Regions from separate parts of the Rattus norvegicus genome. Here region 2 is linked to region 1. A link is a contact called in public Hi-C data. All regions are on one chromosome and are shown on one strand. The core of a region is the stretch at or near the end of the contact, and the rest is flanking DNA. Distances in the headings are between cores, read along the strand shown.

Region 1 (4,519 bases), core at 1,847-4,346:
GTATGGACAGTTTCCTGTGCTGATCCTGCTCAACAGCCCAGAGGCATACAGCCAACCTGTCCCAGTTTGCTGCTGGTGTTTATGACACCACTGCTCCAGTCACCACAATCCAGGCTTCTAGGCAGCTTAGTCTTGTATGCCACCCAGTCTGCTTACCTAGCCTATGGACTGGAGACGACAGCCACTATACATGCAAGACCTCAGGATGATAACAAGACCCTGAGAATAGTCAACTCCAATCTAGCATAGGGAGAGAGATGCACAGGGAGAGATAGTACAGCACAGTCTGAGATATGAGCAGAGTGACTACAGTTATCCCCAGGCACCTGGGAGCTACCCCATGCAGCAGCCACTCACAGCACCCCCATCCTATCCTCACGCTAACTACTCCTCTTCATGTTCAGATATTCTCAGTAGAACACCCACGAGCAACCCAGAAGCTGTGGATAGCAGAGTAGCTGGGGTCAACAATGCACCTGTGGGTGGCAGCCTCTCGCTAATTTACCCTCTCCAGATTGGACCCTAAAACGTAGCTTCAAATCAATATAGAGATCAGAGCACAGCAGAGTTAATCCTGACAGGACAGCCACAGCATCGTGGGTCTTTATGGGCAGGAGTCTGGAGGATTTTCCAGACAAAAGAAGAATAGGAGCATGAGTGGCCCTGATAACTGGGGCAGGGGAGGGGAGGGATTTGGTCATGGACCCATGACTAGGGTTGGCCAGCAGGAGGACACAATGGAATGGGTGGTAGAGATCCAGCGTGGCTTCAATAGGACCATTGGGTGAAGGACCAGATCTTAATCTAGATGTTCTCGTAGATCCGAATGAAGACTCTGACAACTGTGAAACTTGTGGGCAAGGATTAAATGACAATGTGACTGGACAATAGGGCAGGCTGTGGGGTTGTGGAGATGAACAAAAGAACTTGACAACCCATGATCCACATCTACCTGGATAAGGAGACGGGAAAGCTTCCACAATGTCCTCTGAAGATCCAACTGGCGATGGGAAAGATTGTTCAAGGAAGCAAACTTAAGATTTCTTTTGCTCTCTCCCTCCCAGAGCAAGCCTGGGGTGGCGTGCAACCTTGCAAGAGCAGAGAGAAGCCACCACCGCTCTGTGGAGGTCCTGGTTAGAGACTGACAAGGTCCCAATCCAGGCTGAAGAAACCAAAACTTCACCTGGAGCACAGAATGCAGTCAGTGTGCACCCCTGAGCTCCAGTGTTTCTTCCCATCACTTTCCCCACCTCCAGGTAGTGATAGAGGCCAAAGCATCTCCTGGGAACTTTCAGAGAGAGAGATGTGGACTTATGGACCAAAATAGTCCTGGAAGGATGTTCAGAGGTGGCTAGAGTGAAGGCAGGGATAGTTTCAAAGTGACCATTGCATGGACAAGGATAGCTTTGGTGGAGGAAGATGAGGTGCTCTTGGGGCCCCTCCTGGACCTTTGATGAGACAGAAGGGAGGAAGAGGCAGATGTAGAGAATAGGAAAGTGGATGGATTCAAGCACTATCAGGAACATAGAGACCAGCCCGACTAGACAAGCCTACAGAGCTGCACTGACAACCAGGTTTATTTAATCGGGAAATGGTTTAAATGTCTGATTTCATATTGATAATGTTGGCCACGTTGTGAATATTCCTTGTCTGTGCTTTAGTATTTTCACCATTTGTGAAGAAACATGAAAACAAATGAAATGGTGATGTGCTGAGGTCTCTCCCTTCTGTGAAGATGGCTGTGGAGAACCAAGACTACCTCTAAGTGGAACAAGGTTCATAGTTGCAATTTCTTAAATAGAATTCCAGATGTTTATGAAAAATATTATTTAATAAAAGGCCCACATTCATTTCAAACTCATATATGTATGCGTGTAATATATATGCAATTTAGTTTTCATTATATTATGGAATATAGTTTCCATTAAGTATAATGAAATTATATTCTATAAATAAATTCATGTGCTGTAGTCCTTAATGCATTTAACCATTACAATGAAGGTCTGAAAGAAATCCTCGTTTTACATTCTTTTGTAGGAAATTCAGGCACTGTATGGTAGACAGTTGTAAAAACTCATGGAACAGTACAGTGCTGCTTGCTGGCTCTGCCTTGATTCTGCGTGGTATCCTGTGGGCTCCTGTACACCTTTGTCATCTGGGTCAAAGGGCATGTCAGAGGATCTCAGAACATGATTCTGCTTTGACTGATAGCTACAAAAAAAATTGTCACTGTCAGCCTCCTCACAATCACCATACCCATCACACTGTCCCCCACTGTACCCATCAAACTGTTCCCAATGCACCCATCACACTGTTCCCTCACTGCACCCCATCATACTGTCCCCCACTGTACCCATCACACTGTCCCCACTGCACCCCATCACACTGTCCCCACTGCACCCATCACACTGTCCCCACTGTACCCATCCCACTGTCCCCACTGCACCCCATCATACTGTCCCCTATTGCACACCATCACACTGTCCCCCACTACACCACATCACTCCTCACAACACACAAACACAATTACACAAACAACAATCATGTCCAATTTCAAGGCAGGGGTCAATTTTCCTTTTGAGCCAAGCATGGCAGCATCTATAATTCTAGTCCTTGGGGGCCGAAGCAGAAGGATCACAAGTTCAAGGCATACTTAAGCTCCATACTGGTGCCCTCTCTCACAAAAGCAACAGTAATAACAAGAATAAGTAATTAAGTAATCAAAAAACAATAAATGAACTTTTGCTTTTGAGAGAAAAAAAACATTCAAATATCAGAATTGCCACTCTTTATTTTCAAGGGAGATCACAGTCAGAGGAATGAAGTGGATGGAGGACTCCTGTTTGCTTTAGTGAAGAAGTGTCCTTTGGCCCAACTCCTAAGAGGAAACAATGTTGGGTCATCCAAAGTCCAGCAGCTATATGAAAATTCTCTTCCCTTGTGACATAAGTTTCAGACAAAGCTGAAACTTCTGTCTACAGTTACTCCATATCTCCGAAACAAATGACAGGCCCTGAGCCTCATATATTCAAGAGAGGGAGATCCAGCCCTCCTGCACGAGCAAACATCAAAGCACTCCCAGGACACCTGAGCTGGCAGCACCACAGCTGACTGCTGAAATTGCTCGACCTTGGACCAAATAAGAAACTGCACATTCAAAGTCCCAGTGCTGGGATCCCGCTCTGGTTGCTAATGAATGGGAACTTGTTGTATAATTGCAAACAAGCTCATTCATTATTGTGAGAAGAAGAAAAAAAGAAGAAGAAAGAAGTAAGTCCTTATGCCAAATTAAAAAAAAATCCTTCTGGTCAATTTGTCTACATAAAAACCAGCCAGTCATCACCAGTCACTCCACCTCTTGCCAGCACCTTCTCGGGTCCACCCCTGGGCACCACGCATAATGTGATCTTTGTATCTGCCAGTAGGAAAGGTAACTTCAGTGCAGAGGAATAACTCGTAAAGGTGGAGAAGTGACTAACCACTTCACTCCACCCTAGCAGGCTGTTTTCCCACAGAGCACAGCTGGCAAGCCGGCCAACAAACACCTTTTTCTAAGTCTACCAGAGAAAAACAAAGTGAATTGGGACAACAGAAAGCCTTTGAGAATGTCCTAGCAGCCAAACTGCAGCCTCTGCCATGTAGCTATGAGCTGAGGGCTTGTTCTCTAGTCTCTCCTCCCCGTGCCCTTCTCCTGGGGTGCCTGTCAGTGATAATTGCCCAAACACCTGGGAGCAGGCATCGCTTAAGGCCCAGATGGAAGCCATCAGACGGTCGTTAGCTGTCCTTGTCTGACCTAAGTAGAGTCTGACACCAACACACAGAACTTGCAGACAAGCCATTCAAAGCCATTCAAAGACCATTACCAGGAATGATCACAGCTGAGCTATTACAGCCTAGGCTATCTCTTTGGGGCAAAATAAAAGCTGCACAATTGGTTTGAACTGAGTCGAGATTTTTCCAACAGATGCCACTGCTGGGAGATCATCAACTCAACTTGTGGGTCCGGCAAGAAGATTCAATTTATATATCTGCACAGTCAAAACATACATACATACAGTCGCACACACACACACACACACACACACATGAGCTCATCTTTTTTTTTTTTTTTCTTAAGTAGCCCACATTCTGGGATATCCAGATTTAGGAAATTCGACAGCTCTTAACCCTAAGAAAAAAAAAGTAAAAACTTCCCTGAAAAAGGAAGAGCAAGCTGGAGAGAGCGTGAGGATCCTGTAAACCTTGAGGCGATAAAAATAGTAAAGCATTTATCTTCAAGGGACTGAGCTCTCTTCCTGGAGAAGAGAATCTGGGACCATAAATTAACCACCCTCCACATCTCCTAACCCCATTTCACTCCCTAAAAGCACCGAGAAGTTCAGCCAGCTTATGACAGTGTATATTTCACTCAGCCAACAAGTATGTACGGAGGGCCTATTGCATGCCAAGCACCACACAGCATGGAAGAGCTTAACCCAATGTTGGTCCTCATGGACCTTATGGACGACATAGCCAGCCT
Region 2 (4,508 bases), core at 284-2,783, 1.3 Mb before region 1:
CCTACTAAATGGTTGGCTTAGGGGAAAATCAAACTTTACAGCTTGGCTTTTTCCCACTTGGCAACTTTGATTTCCTGGATATGTTAGGTAATTTTTCAAATTATGTGCTTTAATATCTTGTCCCTTAAAGTGTATTTAGGGAGGTTAAAAAATACCCTCCACTGAACAATAGGTTGAATATGCTACAAACAATGCTTTAACTAAGTGCCCCAAACAAAAATACCCCGCACTGAATATTTATATTTTTAGTTGCCCCACATAATGTATATGCATATTGTATTAATTATATATATTTAAAAAGTAAGGGGGAAAGATGGATATCACTGTAACTCTAATCCAGACACTGCTGAAAATTTAGTCCACCCAAGATGAAAAAATCTACAAAAATCCCTTGTTAAATAAAAAGGTACTCCTATTGAAAAACTCGTGTGTGTGTGTGTGTGTGTGTGTGTGTGTGTGAGAGAGAGAGAGAGAGAGAGAGAGAGAGAGAGAGAGAGAGAGAGAGAGAGAGAGAGAGAGAGAGAGAGAGAGAGAGAGAGAGAGAGAGAGAGAGAGAGAGAGAGAGTTATCTCCACACATCGTGAATTGTTTTTGGATCAAGCCTGAATACAATATATTTTAGGCTTTCCTTTCCTAAAAGGGTAATTCAGAGCCGGGGGAGGAGGGGAGAGGAGAGGAGGCGCAGGTCCATTTCTGACTTAGTTGTTTACAAAAAGCACATGCTAATGTAACAGTGTATACGGAATTAAAGAGAAAATGTCAAACACGCCGTGACATCCAAAACACATTCAGCTGTTGCCTTTTACTATGGAGACTTTCATTCTACAGCGGACTGCCTCCAAGACCCAGTGTTTTTGTGTGTTGGGTTAAAAATAGCCTGCCAAGCCTGACAACTAGATTCTGATTGGTCCGTAAGGGCGGCCGTTCAGCCAATGAGAGCTTCTGGGAACAAAAGCAATTCTTTTGTGTGTGTGAGATGCTCAACCCATGTCAAAACAGCTTCGGGCTGTAGAAATGATTTGGGTAGAGATTTAACAAGGTAATAATGCATTTTAGCCCTCTGAAAGGTTTGAAGCGGAACAAAGAGGGGGGTGGAGTGAGGGGGAGCAGGGGAAATCTACAAAAGAAATGAAACCAGCGCTTAGCTTTTACCGATGAATCATGCGGGTGTTCGTGCTACAAGCATTATTCTTTTCCTTTCCCGACGTCCCCGAGACTTTTACTTACTTTTCAGGCATTTTCTCGTCCCAAACAAAAAGTCATCAAAGACTTTTGACTAACGTGCTCGTTTGCTGTTACGATTCGTTGGCAAGAAGAAAGGGGAAAAAACCTCTTCTTATTAAATGTCACAAAGAGAAAACAAAGACCTATGATTTGTGCACAGTGAGTAGTGAAACTTTGAGCTGTAGATTCTGGATATCAAACACAGCCCACATTCTCAAAGACAGTTCCTGGTCCGTGTACTGATAGCTCTCTAGATTAGGAAAACAAAGAGGGACTTGATGGGAGACAGTTCTGGGTGCTGGCCGCCTTGAAAGCATCGGACCGCCAGGGGTCGCTGTTGCACAGTAGACGAATCTCTACTGCGTGGGCTTCTCTGTAATCTTTAAGGAAAGAAATAGGATGTGATGGGTACCTTTAGACCAAAGAGGAGGGATGGGGGGCGCTGTCGCTATTTGAAATCCTTAAGCATGGCTTTTGATCAACACTATGGGACAAAGCAACTGAAAACAAGATTTACTATACAGGGAATTTAGTGCCACAGAAGACAAATGTTCGTACAGGAACTTGGAATTGTGACTTAAGACAGGCTCTCCTAAACCACATCGCGATTTTAAACTAGATTACAATAACGACAATAAAATGGTGTCACTGATGCCTTATAGTCTCCAACATTTTTATGCGAGCAACCCGTGTAATGTACCCAGTCCAGACGTGTTTTGGCAAAAGAATTCAGATCATACATGGTTTACATATTAACCACAGAGAAAACTATCTGTTCAGCACACGTTTTCCTCTTGAGCATAGATTTCACGATACAGGATTCATAAACGAAACCTAACAAACCTTTACTCCTGGTGTGGCATCTAAAAAAGCCAAGCTTCTGGGTAAAATAGGAACAAAAGTTTATAGTCTAATTGGGTGTGTTAAACCCACGATACCCAAATATTTTCTGTTTGGGAAAAAGCATAATATATTTATCTGTGAAAGATTATTCCAAAGCACATATTGGAAGCTGGTTTTTCCATTCATATTCATCTAGCAAAACTGAAAGAGCAGTGCACTTTTCTGTTTCCTATTACGCTCAATTATAATGCTTTGTACACATTTATAAGGAACTAAAAGACAAAGAATAAAATTTACTTATTAATTATATTTCTCAACAACTGTACTCCCAGAAGACGGTGTGATTGTGTGCATGCACGCAGTCAGCATTCGATAGCTCCAAACAACGTCTATTCCCTTAAGCACTGTTGTGACTTTTATGAAGTTTGCTTAATCGGGTTGTCCTAACAGCAGCTAGAGGAATTGATCGTTGGGCAGGTAGGTATAATTGTGGTAGGGAGCCCAGGAGCTTTAACAGAAATAGCGTGAGGTGGCGGCAGTGGAAGAGCGTTTGGCCACCGTATGTATACCGCATTGGTCATGTTCTATACTTGCTCAGCTCCAGGCCTTGAAGCTGCCCCGATGCCAGACCCTTCCCCCGGGCAAGCGCCAATCCCTAACACTATTAAAGATCCTCTGCTATGCTTGCAGACAGGAGTGTATTGCCCTTGAGAGGCTCCACCCAGCAGCTGATTCAGACAGATACAGACACGGACAGCCAAACAGAACGTGGAGCTTGGGGACTCTTATGGAAGAATAGGAGGATTGTGGGCCGGAAGGGGATAGGAACTCCACAGGAAGACCAACAGAGTCAACTAAACTTTGGAGCTCTCAGAGTCTGAACCACCAACCAAAGGACATACACAGGCTGGACCTAGGCTTCCCTGCACATACGTAGCAGGTGTGCAGGTTGGCCTTGATGTGGGCTCTGAACTACTGGACAAGAGGGATTGGAGGCCCTATGCCAGAAGCTGTTGCTAGGCGGGATATGTTCCTCTAGCTGGGCTGCTGTGTCTGGTCTTGGTGGGAGGGGAAGCCACTAGCATAGAAGAGATTTAAGGTCCCAGGGTGGGGAGTGTACTCACGAGGGGCCCCTACCCACTCAGAGGTAAAGGAGAAATGGGGGAGGATTGTGGGAGGGGGTAACTGGGAGGGGGGCAGTGAGTTGGATGTAAAGTAGAGAGATGAGAAAAATGCAAGAGGCTGTTTTGTCCACACTGCTACACCTCTGCAGTTGGAATCAATAGTTTGCAGGAAGCTGCCTTCCTTATCCTCCGAGAATCACACAGTGCTATTTACAGGAAAGCAAGCTTACTTTTTCTATAGATGGCTGTCACTCCCAGGAAGTCATTCATAATCACATCCATTACATGCGTGTGTAAAGATCCCTTCCACTTCCTCCCTGCTTCCCTTCCATTTCCTTCCTGTTTCCCTTCCATTTTCTTCCTGCTTCTCTTCCATTTCCTTTCTGCTTCCCTTTCATCTCCTTCCTGCTTCCCTTCCATTTCCTTCCTGCCTTCCTTCTACTTCCTTCCTGCTTCCCTTCCATTTCCTTCCTGCCTTCCTTCCATTTCCTTCCTGCCTTCCTTCCATTTCCTTCCTGCCTTCCTTCCATTTCCTTCCTGTTTCCCTTCCATTTCCTTCCTGCTTCCCTTCCATTTCCTTCCTGCTTCCCTTTCATCTCCTTCCTGCTTCCCTTCCATTTCCTTCCTGCTTCCCTTCCATTCCCTTCCTGCCTTCCTTCCATTTCCTTCCTGCTTCCCTTCCATTTCCTTCCTGCCTTCCTTCCATTTCCTTCCTGCTTCCCTTTCATCTCCTTCCTGCTTCCCTTTCATTTCCTTCCTGCCTTCCTTCCATTTCCTTCCTGCTTCCCTTCCATTTCCTTCCTGCCTTCCTTCCATTTCCTTCCTGCTTCCCTTCCATTTCCTTCCTGCTTCCCTTCCATTTCCTTCCTGCCTTCCTTCCATTTCCTTCCAGCTTCCCTTCTATTTCCTTTCTGCTTCCCTTCCATTTCCTTCCTGCTTCCTTTCCACATTCATGCATGGTTTCCACTGCAGGGAATAGTAGACTGTGTCTGTCATATTTGTCCCGCCAGATGAGAAGATGGAAGAGTAAAAGAATTCCTTAGTCTTCACTGTGCTATTTCTATAAAATCCCCTGGGCTCTCTATAATCATACCTACAAGCCGAATGATCAGTTCCTCTAGCTGCTGTTAGGCCAACATGACTAAGCAAAGTTCATAAAACTCACGACAGTACTGAAGGGAATAAACTTCATTTTCTACTTATCGCATGCTGAAAATTACATATGTATGTGCATTTCTGGCTTTGGTTTCCACACCTCTAGCAATAATTGAGGGAAAGCACAGATGGACTTGCAAAAGTCAAGGTGTATATTCTTCT

What was found. Hi-C and Micro-C count contacts between places; a contact is called where the count stands out from the background.
Region 2: a contact with region 1 is called in a Hi-C map of liver, with 5 times the contacts expected there. The contact joins two enhancer-like sites. A contact is called at or near these places in 11 of 12 Hi-C or Micro-C datasets (the A7r5 cell line, the Rat2 cell line, Schwann cells and 6 more) and 1 of 1 datasets of contacts at active chromatin or transcription factors (oligodendrocytes).

The regions. Positions count from the first base shown.
Region 1 is chr7:32,702,333-32,706,851 of GRCr8, reverse strand. It overlaps the pseudogene Ewsr1-ps4. Among named protein-coding and RNA genes, the nearest start is that of Plekhg7, 12 kb to the right of the region's middle. Within about 2 kb of position 3,096, at least 33 of the 93 cell types and tissues checked have an H3K27ac peak or open chromatin away from gene starts, as enhancers often do. A contact at or near this core is called in liver, where this site is marked.
Region 2 is chr7:33,963,351-33,967,858 of GRCr8, reverse strand. No RefSeq gene overlaps it. Among named protein-coding and RNA genes, the nearest start is that of U2l1, 130 kb to the right of the region's middle. Within about 2 kb of position 1,533, at least 79 of the 93 cell types and tissues checked have an H3K27ac peak or open chromatin away from gene starts, as enhancers often do. A contact at or near this core is called in liver, where this site is marked.